Linked DNA regions of Drosophila melanogaster: region 2 is linked to region 1. Evidence: chromatin contacts called from public Hi-C data. All regions are on one chromosome and are shown on one strand. The core of a region is the stretch at or near the end of the contact, and the rest is flanking DNA. Distances in the headings are between cores, read along the strand shown. Region 1 holds the start of DhpD (Dihydropterin deaminase). Region 2 holds the start of MTA1-like (Metastasis associated 1-like).

Region 1 (5,026 bases), core at 95-2,594:
CCTGAATCGAGACGGAGTTTCCCCCCGAAACGTCTGTGCCGAGACCTACGCTCACGCCGCCGCTCACCAGCCGTTGGACATCGCACAGACCGGAGCTTAGCATTGTGTTCGAAGTGGGACAGTGGGCTACCGAGCACCCCCGGACTTTAAGAAGTGCCACCTCGTCGTCCTCCAGATGCACGCCGTGAGCCAGTACAGTCTGTAAGGTAGTAAAGGTTAAGAAAGGACACATACTGGAACCTAAAAGAGTTAACCTTATTCGTTAGCAGTCCAGCCTCGTCGTATGCTCCGGCATAGCTGGTCTTAAATATCCCCTTTACCATCTCGATCTCTTCCAGGTTTTCGCTGATGTGACTCTGGATATGCAGGTCAAATCGCTTTGCTATATCGCCCAGACTCTTTAGCAGCTCCTTGCTGCAGCTAAGGGCAAAGCGGGGCGTAATCGTTGGCATCACCATCGGGCTGCCGAGCTTCCGCACGCCCTCCACGAAAGCCAGGGTTGCACTGACCGACTCTTCCGCAGTCTCCCTGTGCAGAGCAACAACATTGAGTTGACCAGACCAAATCCGTCACGCTCTGTACTTACACGTAAAACTCGGGGCTGTTGCAGTTGGAGCAGACCTTGCCTATCAGTGCCCGCTGGCCTTGACGCACCGCCTCCCGCGCCAAGGTCAGCGTTGACTCCAGATGGTTGGTGGCGAAATAGGACGCCAGAGTGGTTCCGCACCGCAGTGTTGCTTCCTGGGGTGTAATATTATCATTATCAGCTAATAAAAATAGACGGCCGGTGCGACCCATCGATAAGACGTTTGTGTGCTCCCAAGTACTACTTACGACCACACCCTGGTAGACCTGCTGGGCGTATTGGTGGTTGGAAAACTTCGCCTCCAGCGGGAAAGTGTATGTGTTCAACCAGTCCAGAAGAGGCATGTCTAGTCCCAGTCCCAGTTGCGCAAACTGCGGGGCGTGTATGTGGCAGTCGACGAAGCCCGGCATGAGGAACTGGTAGTCCGACAGGTGAACCTCGGTCAGACCCTTGGCGTGGGCCGGATTGCTGCTTGCCCACGCATGGTAGTCTTGTCCCACTCCTATTATCTGTGAGCGAAATTGTTCATTGCTCATTGTTTTGTTCTGGGCATTAAATTGCCTACCTTGCCAGCGTCGTCCACTGCCAGGAATCCTCCTTCAAAGGACTCAAACTCGCTGAACGACTTGGTGTGCACGACAGTTCCAAGAAACACGGTTGCCATTGCTCTGATTTACTATCAGCGGGCTTAAACGTGCTGTACGACAGACTTGAGAATGTAATGATCAAGATCCGCTGAACAAGTTTTAAAACTCTCGCCTAGGTGCACGCGTCGCCCTGCGAATGTGCGCATAATCATACGGGGATGACACTTACTTTTTATTTCAAGGTTTAAATCGCTGGAAAGATTATTCCCAATCGTTTGGTCGTTACTTTAAATATTATTACTTATTACTGTTTTAATAAGCGATCGCTTGCACACGTGTGATTTATCGGTAAAAACTACAAAACAAGCAATAATTAACTTCAAAATAGCTGTTGCAAAACCATTAATTGTAAAATTGTATATTGGAATGAATATTGAAAAAACATAGAATACATTAATCATATGTTTAGCTAAGACAAAACCCCCTTTCTGGAAGTAAAGAAGAGTAAGAGTGACGGGTAAAAGAAATATAGCCATTATATAATTTACAGTTAGTCTAAGATTTCATTAGAATAAACATATTTGCACTGCTCGCACCTGTACATATGTAACCTTTACCTACCCTGTAGTCCCACAATTCATCGCTATTAAAAAATATTACATCATCTCTCTCTTAAAATTTTAAAGCGATGCTAATGTTCTTAATCATAACGAGGAATAAGCGATGATTTTGAAAACAAATTCATCGCTTTTTAATTTCTAACCGAAGGTCTCAGTATGCGATTTTTTATTTAATTGCAAATTTAAATTTAAATTTTAAATTTGTAATGTACATAGAACATGTTTGCAGATCACTTGCCTATAGACTTTTGTGAGAAGTAGACGCGATTTTGAGTGCTTGTTTTAAAAAAAAATTGTAAATATTTTGGAATTTAATTCAATAATAATTACAGGTAATGGATTTATTTTACAATAAGCAACAAACACTACTCACAGAAACGATAATTTAAGGTAAATTGGTTTAACTCGTTTTTGTATACATAATTATACATTATTTTACCTTAAGGTAAATCGGACATGTGAACTGAAAAGAAGCTGGTCCTAACTCCGTAGGACAGGACGCCAAAGACTCTGGAATTTCACATACATATATATGTATTTGTATTCTTAAATTTAAATCCTATGCATAATTTAAATAAGTCTAATTAAGAAAATACATTTTTATTAATAAATGACTGAAATTTCACTTTTTCATTAAAATTGATAGAGGATTAAGTGAATAAAAAGAGGTGTAGAGAGATGAATTGAGCTATCATTTATAGCGCTTATGCGTGATTTTGATTTTGCGCTATGCGATGATTTCCTAGAACATAGGTTCAGGTCATGGTTTTTTTTTTTAATACAAATTAACCTGTGATTAATTTGATCGAGATTTTTAATGATCAGTAATGAGCTGATGAAATCTGAATGAATGGAATGCAGGGAGGTAGTCATAATCCCAATGTTAAGTTCCCCTATAAATACTGAAGAATGAACTTACATATGTACATGTGCATTGGTGTACTTTTTTTAATCCCAAATATCGTCCAAATCAAAGAAAAGCATTTATTAAAGGTAAAAACGAGTGACGAACGCACATCAACATACATATGTACAAAAGTTTTGATATAAGCTTTTGTGACGAAAATTTGTTCTTTTTTTCTTTTTTTTTTTAGAGTTTAAATCATTTATTATTATCTTCTCCTCTCTAATTGTTTGGTGTTTTTTCTTAACAATTCGAATCGAAAACAATTTCGTCCATACGGATAAATTCTATTAATATTAAGTCATTTTTATGGAACTGACCACTTTAAAAAGTTTGTATTTAATTTTATAAAAATGATTTATTGAATTGGAACCATTGTAGACCACAGGGTTTTCCTACTTTTTAACAGCTCCCATCCGACTGGCGTCCTGACTTGGATACGGTACTTGACCCGGTGGCGGAGGAATCGATATGGAATCCAAATTGACACCCGAGGAAGAAAGGGCTGTGGAAGTGGCGTTTCCGTAGGGAGCTGCATAAGTAGGCTGACCATACATTTGGTAAGCCGACGCCGGAACTAGATTTGATGGCAACTGATGCAGCTTCATGCCGGCGGGCATGACATTGATTTGCTCTTGGCGAAGATTGAAGTAGTCGTTGGGCTTCGCGCTAGGCGGTGGAATGCCGGCCAAGTCGAAGCGTCTGTCTGTCTTTGCAGCGGTGCCCTGCTTTGCCTGAGAGTGAGCCCACTTAATGCTCACCTTCCGGCCCTGGATCACCAGTTTATTAAAGGTCCGCTCAGCAGCCAGCTCGGCAGCGTTTCTTTTGGTGTATTGCACAAAAGCGCACTGCTGGCGTGGCACCAGCGCAATTGATCGAATTTCGCCGAACTGGTAGAACTGATCTCGCAGCTCGGGTTCCGTGATTTCTTCAGGAAGGTTCCCCACATAGAGAGTTGTGATGTTGCGGTCCTCCGGCGGCTCGAGTGTGGGAAGCGAGGCTGCACGCTTCATGATCTTCTCGGCCACAGGATCGTTGCGTCCGTAGTACCTGTCCTTGATGTTTTGCTCACATAGCGGATCGTCCGGCTCGTTGGGCTTGTCGTGGCGGTATGGGCACTCCTCTCCACGCTTGCACTCGCCCTTAACCCAAAAGGAGCAGATGTGCGGCCGATTTCTTTTGTAATAGGGTGCTGTGCGCGCAAGCTTGGACAACATCTCGTTGGCGGCGAGGGATCGACCGACAGCTCCTGCCGCCTCCGTGCCATCTCCGTCCTGCAGCTGGGCGTCTATGTTTTGGATGTAGTATTCCTTGTTAACGTCGCTTTGTGGCATATTGTCAGCCACTTTGAGCGCCGCATCTCGTACTTGAATCGGCAGTCCGTACTCCAGGTCCAAGAGGCAGGTCTGACACACGTTCTTCAGGCGCGCACACGTTTGACATATCTCCGTCTTTTTGAAGCGCATACGAGCACCAGGACACCATCGAAATATTGTGAATGGACGCGTGCATATCTTGCATTCCTTGCCGAACCGCTCTTTAATCATCCGCACGTACGGATTGTCGCCAAGGCAAGTTTGGCACAGAATTGGGAATTCAGCATCTTCCCAGTTCTGCCGGTTATAGGTGTTAGTCGTTTTTGACATAGACATAGCAGCGGCACTTATGTACCTTGCACTTAAAATCCGAGCTAAATTTAGACAATGCTCATTCGCTTTCTACTTGTCGAAAATGGTGGTGTGTCGCGAGTGATATACCAATATCGATAAGTTGAGCCAGAAGCAGACAGTTAGTTCAAAGTCAGCAATCGATATAATTTATTGAATTTAATAGCATATTCACACTGCTTAGAATATATATCTATACCCAAATGCACACAAAAATATATTGCATTCGACTGATCCGAAACCGATCAATACGATATTCTACTATTCTGTACTATTCATGTTCGCTAACCGTTTAACAGAAATGTTCCTGAAACACTTTTGATAGCACGCATAAGTTCATATAAAATGTTTCTGGGCGATTTACACAGAGTTTTTGGCACTTTTAATTCCGATGTTCGCAGTTACGTATTCACTGCGCTCTGACCACTTATGTTATTCAATTAATTATCATTATTTACGAACAGCACTTTTGGCCCTGCTTTAAATATATTTACTAAGTATTTTTACCTGCCTGTTATATTTCACCAACAGTATGGCAACCTTCGCGCTAAAAGTTGCATTTTTCACGTTGCTTGGTTTTCACAAAAAAAGAAAGACTCAATCTCAAACTCAGAAAACCAGAGCACCTAAAAACGAAATCGAAAGATTTTGCCCAAATTGAA
Region 2 (4,474 bases), core at 1,229-3,728, 1.4 Mb after region 1:
ATTCACATTGACGTCGGCGCCGCCTAGCAGCAACCGAAAACAGCAACAACCGCATTACGGGTAGTATAGTGCAGCCCAGCTCATTACAGTCGAGCATCATTAGAGCAAACCGGTGGCACCTTAACGTATGTACATATGTATGCCTAAGGTTGAACTTAATAATTTACAGGCTATTTCCGCACCACGATGCGTGTTTATGTTCATTACCAGTTCCCAAAACACCTAGTTTCTATGACCAATATCTTTTTAGACTATTTGCTAAATGCTTTTTCTAATTTGCGACACGAATAATTCAAATTGCGCTACTGGAACGTAGATCAATGGTGCTTCTGGTTCGAAGTAGAGTGGTTACACTGCCAGTTGATGTGGCAGGTTGTTTGAAGGTTCCACTGCCTGTTTATGTGGATGAGTCGGATGCTGGACGAAATCCGTTTTCGCTCCGCCCTCACAGTTGTTGTCATTGCGGTTCTTGTTGCTCAGGAAGTTTGACTAGGATTGCGGGATGGGGTGGCACTGTGGGAGGTTGGGTGGTTCGGTGGGTGGCTTCGCTTTCCACATGCCTTGACACAGCGCACACAGTGGTGCCCCTTACGGGTTCATTTTGTTGTTGTTTTGTGGTGGGCATGTGCTTAGCAGATCTGGTCGTCAGGTTTTAACTCTTAACTTGTTTGAAGGCCACGACAACGACTCTTGGCAACATAACCTCACTTTGTTGACAATAAATATACACACTTAGAGGTAACGTAACGCAAGATATGGATGCGGTTTCGAGGGAACAGGGTTTCTCTACTCACGTTGGTGTTTGTCGGCCAATTGCACGAGCGGATTGGGCAGATCCCGGCGGCGGTAGAAGCACATGACCTTCGCTTCCACATTGCCGGTTTGGTTTTTGTTCAGCTCCTCGATGCGTCGTATTAAGTAGGGACTGTTCGGCGTTGTCTCAACGTAAACATAGTCTGAAAAAAAAACAGTTTTTGAGGTGGCTGATGCAAAAGGGTCAGAAAAGGGCATGGAAGGGTGGGGGGCTGCAACTCCATTAATACGTCACAGGTAAGCGCACACATACACCTATACACGCATCCACCTAAGTGCGACCACCACTACCAGCTAAAGCGCAATTAAATACATATGGGTCTATCCATCCATATAACTTTATACCTACAACAACTGCAGCGGAACCTGTCGTTGACTATTATAAAAAATAAAAGAAATTCCGTTTATCTGTATGTACATACATACATAGATACAAACGTCGTGTGCACTTCTGCTACATTTTGGGATGCAGATACACAGATAGATGGGTAGATAGATGAAGAGAGATGAAAAAGAAAGTGTGGAGGCAGCGAGAAAGCATTGCCGAAGGTGTGTAACTGTGTGCGTGGCCATTAAAAACGGCTAACAAAAAACGCCGATGGAGACAAAAAGTTCTCGGCGATAAAGAGCAGATAATTCGACAAGTATATATGCCATTAATATTTATTTTGATTCCGTTAATTGAAAGCTTGCGTATCCGACCGAGCTTATTTGCATTTCGAAAGAGCACACACACCCACACACTTGCGAAAATCAGGTGAAGACAACACAATAACGTCACCGCTCGAGCGCGAGCGAGATGGCTAACAGAAAGTGCGTCAGGCAGGGTGAGGAGTGGGAGGCGTGAGATGGGGGGAGATGCTCAAAAGCTCATTAGCATATGAAAACACAAAAAGGCGGGTGGGCGGTGAGCCCAAAAGTGAGATACACTTTCGCACATAGTCAAACAAACACACACGCTGGAGAGATCACAATTCGGCAAAACCAAATCCAAATGCAAATGCAATTCAGTTCCCCAGCCCTAGAATACACACACACGCATACACTTAGGGCATAAGTTAATGCTTATCGGTTGGAACACGTCGAAAACACTTGCTGCAGCTGCGACACAAGAGCAGCAGGGGGCTCCTTCAAAGAAGTTAAAAAAAATAGAAAAGGTCTCTCCTTTTCGACGGATTGTTCTTGAGATTGATAATACACGCACACACACACACATACACGTGCGTCGGGTCTCCCACTAAAGGGTTTTCGGCAATTAAAATGCACTTTCGTTATTGTTGGAAAGCCTCCTCAGACACAACACACACGCATACGCACACATTGGACACACACACACATATGCAGAAGCGAACACGCACACCGTGAAACGGCGGCGCCGATAACGAAAGATGATAGAAAAGCGAGTACGCGAAAATTTTTCTCACCTCCGACTCGATACATATTTGTGGCCATTTTCACTACGCTACCGCACCAAAACTTTCACATGCAAAACACTCGGCACACGCTTAGCACTGTTTTTCAATGGTCCTGTTCCAAACTAGCGCACATTTATTAGCAGAAAACTCGAGTTGTTATGATTGCATTTTTCACATAAGAAGACGCGTTTTTTTCGTCGCCATCTTAGAAACAACTCAACTCTAAAAAATACACGCACACACACACAATGCCGAGTAAACAGCTGCACCAGGGATGCACTCCACGGTGCGATAGTTTGGCCATCGATAGCAATCGATACATGGGGTGTTGGGTAAAAACTTAATGTTAAAATTTAGTTGGGGCGATAAGAAAAACGATAAGGGGCTTTTCTAGGAATACGATTTATATTTATTTATATTATATATACTTCTTGAATAACAATATATATCATTAAGAAAATTAACTGAAAAAATTATGGGCGAACCTTGTTTTATTTATCATTTTCAAAACATATTTATTTTCACCCTTTTTTTCTCATATTAAAACATTCATTCAATCGCATGGGGCGCATGCGATAGTATCGCTTGAAAACTGTCTTCCCTAACATGCAACGTTTGCACTTAAAATTCTGTAATAGTTCGTAGTCTAGGTTTCTACGTTTTGTACGTTTGTATAAATTGTTTCCAGAGTGAGTGCTTTGATTTGAAGAGCCTCTTAAAGACTCATCTCGCGAATTTGTTTACTTTCGCGTGAGTATTTTGGCCGTCGCCAGCACGAAAGGTGTCACGACTCGCTGTCAATCCGTGACGTGGCCTGACCGACCGATTTTTCCAATTGGCAGAGGTCTAACAGAGGTTTTTCCGATTTAAGTATTACATTTAAGTGTTCCGGCGATGACCACCTACGAGGAGTTCATCCAGCAGAACGAGGACCGCGACGGAGTGCGGCTGACGTGGAATGTGTGGCCCTCAAGTCGCATCGAAGCCAGTCGGCTGGTGGTGCCCCTAGCTTGTCTTTACCAGCCTTTGAAGGAGCGCCCCGACCTACCGCCTATTCAATATGAGCCGGTCTTGTGCACTCGCAGCAACTGCAGGGCCATCCTGAATCCACTGTGCCAGGTGGACTACCGTGCTAAGTTGTGGGTGTGCAACTTCTGTTTTCAGCGCAATCCGGTGAGCTCAATGGTGATCTTTAGACTCTCTGCGGCAGTTTATGACAGTCATTATTCCAGTTTCCCCCTCAATATGCTGCCATTTCCGAGCAGCACCAACCAGCGGAGCTGATTCCGGGATTCAGCACTATTGAGTATACTATTACACGGGCCCCCACCATGCCGCCCGTCTTCATTTTCCTGGTTGACACCTGCATGGACGAGGAGGAGCTGGACGCCCTCAAGGATTCGTTGCAAATGTCGCTAAGTCTGCTGCCAACCAACGCTCTCGTGGGTCTGATAACCTTCGGAAAAATGATACAGGTGCACGAGCTGGGCGCGGAAGGCTGCTCTAAGAGCTATGTGTTTCGTGGTACCAAGGACCTGACTGCCAAGCAGGTGCAGGATATGCTCGGAATTGGGCGTGGAGCGGCTCCGGGGCCGCAGCAACAGCAGCACCTGCCCGGCCAGCCGGCTGGAGCGGCGGCCCCTGTGCCGCCCGCCCATCGCTTCTTGCAACCGATCGGCCAGTGCGACGCGGCGCTGGGCGATCTGCTTAGCGAGTTGCAACGCGATCCTTGGCCGGTGCCGCAGGGCAAGCGTTACCTGCGCTCCACTGGTGCCGCCCTATCTATTGCGGTGGGCCTGTTGGAGTGCACTTATCCCAATACGGGCGGTCGCATTATGACCTTCGTGGGTGGCCCTTGCTCCCAGGGCCCCGGCCAGGTGGTCGACGACGAGCTGAAGCACCCGATTCGTTCGCATCACGACATCCACAAGGACAACGTGCGGTTTATGAAGAAGGCTATCAAACACTATGATGCTTTGGCATTGCGGGCAGCCACCAACGGGCATAGTGTCGACATATACTCGTGTGCCCTGGACCAAACCGGACTGCTGGAGATGAAGCAGCTATGCAACTCCACTGGCGGCCACATGGTCATGGGCGATTCGTTCAACTCATCGCTCTTCAAGCAGACATTCCAACGCGTCTTCGCACGTGATGGTCGCAACGACTTGAAGATGGCCTTCAATGCCACGCTGGAGGTGAAGTGCTCGCGCGAGTTGAAGATCTCCGGTGGCATCGGCTCGTGT

The links. Hi-C and Micro-C count contacts between places; a contact is called where the count stands out from the background.
Region 2: a Hi-C map of the Kc167 cell line shows a contact between it and region 1, with 5 times the contacts expected there. The contact joins the promoter of MTA1-like here to the promoter of DhpD in region 1. A contact is called at or near these places in 3 of 107 Hi-C or Micro-C datasets (the D17-c3 cell line, the Kc167 cell line and the S2 cell line).

The regions. Positions count from the first base shown.
Region 1 is chr3R:4,227,894-4,232,919 of dm6, forward strand. DhpD (Dihydropterin deaminase) reads right to left here and starts at 1,345. Exons shown (of 5, transcript NM_141182.3): 1 at 1,152-1,345; 2 at 835-1,095; 3 at 587-741; 4 at 255-528; 5 at 1-199. The coding sequence starts at 1,250. CG14641 reads right to left here and starts at 4,449. Exons shown (of 1, transcript NM_141183.4): 1 at 2,886-4,449. The coding sequence starts at 4,349. The coding sequence ends at 3,093.
Region 2 is chr3R:5,646,260-5,650,733 of dm6, forward strand. MTA1-like (Metastasis associated 1-like) reads right to left here and starts at 2,479. Exons shown (of 13, transcript NM_169086.3): 1 at 2,238-2,479; 2 at 795-956. The coding sequence starts at 2,265. Sec23 (Secretory 23) reads left to right here and starts at 2,806. Exons shown (of 5, transcript NM_169089.4): 1 at 2,806-3,401; 2 at 3,461-4,474. The coding sequence starts at 3,123.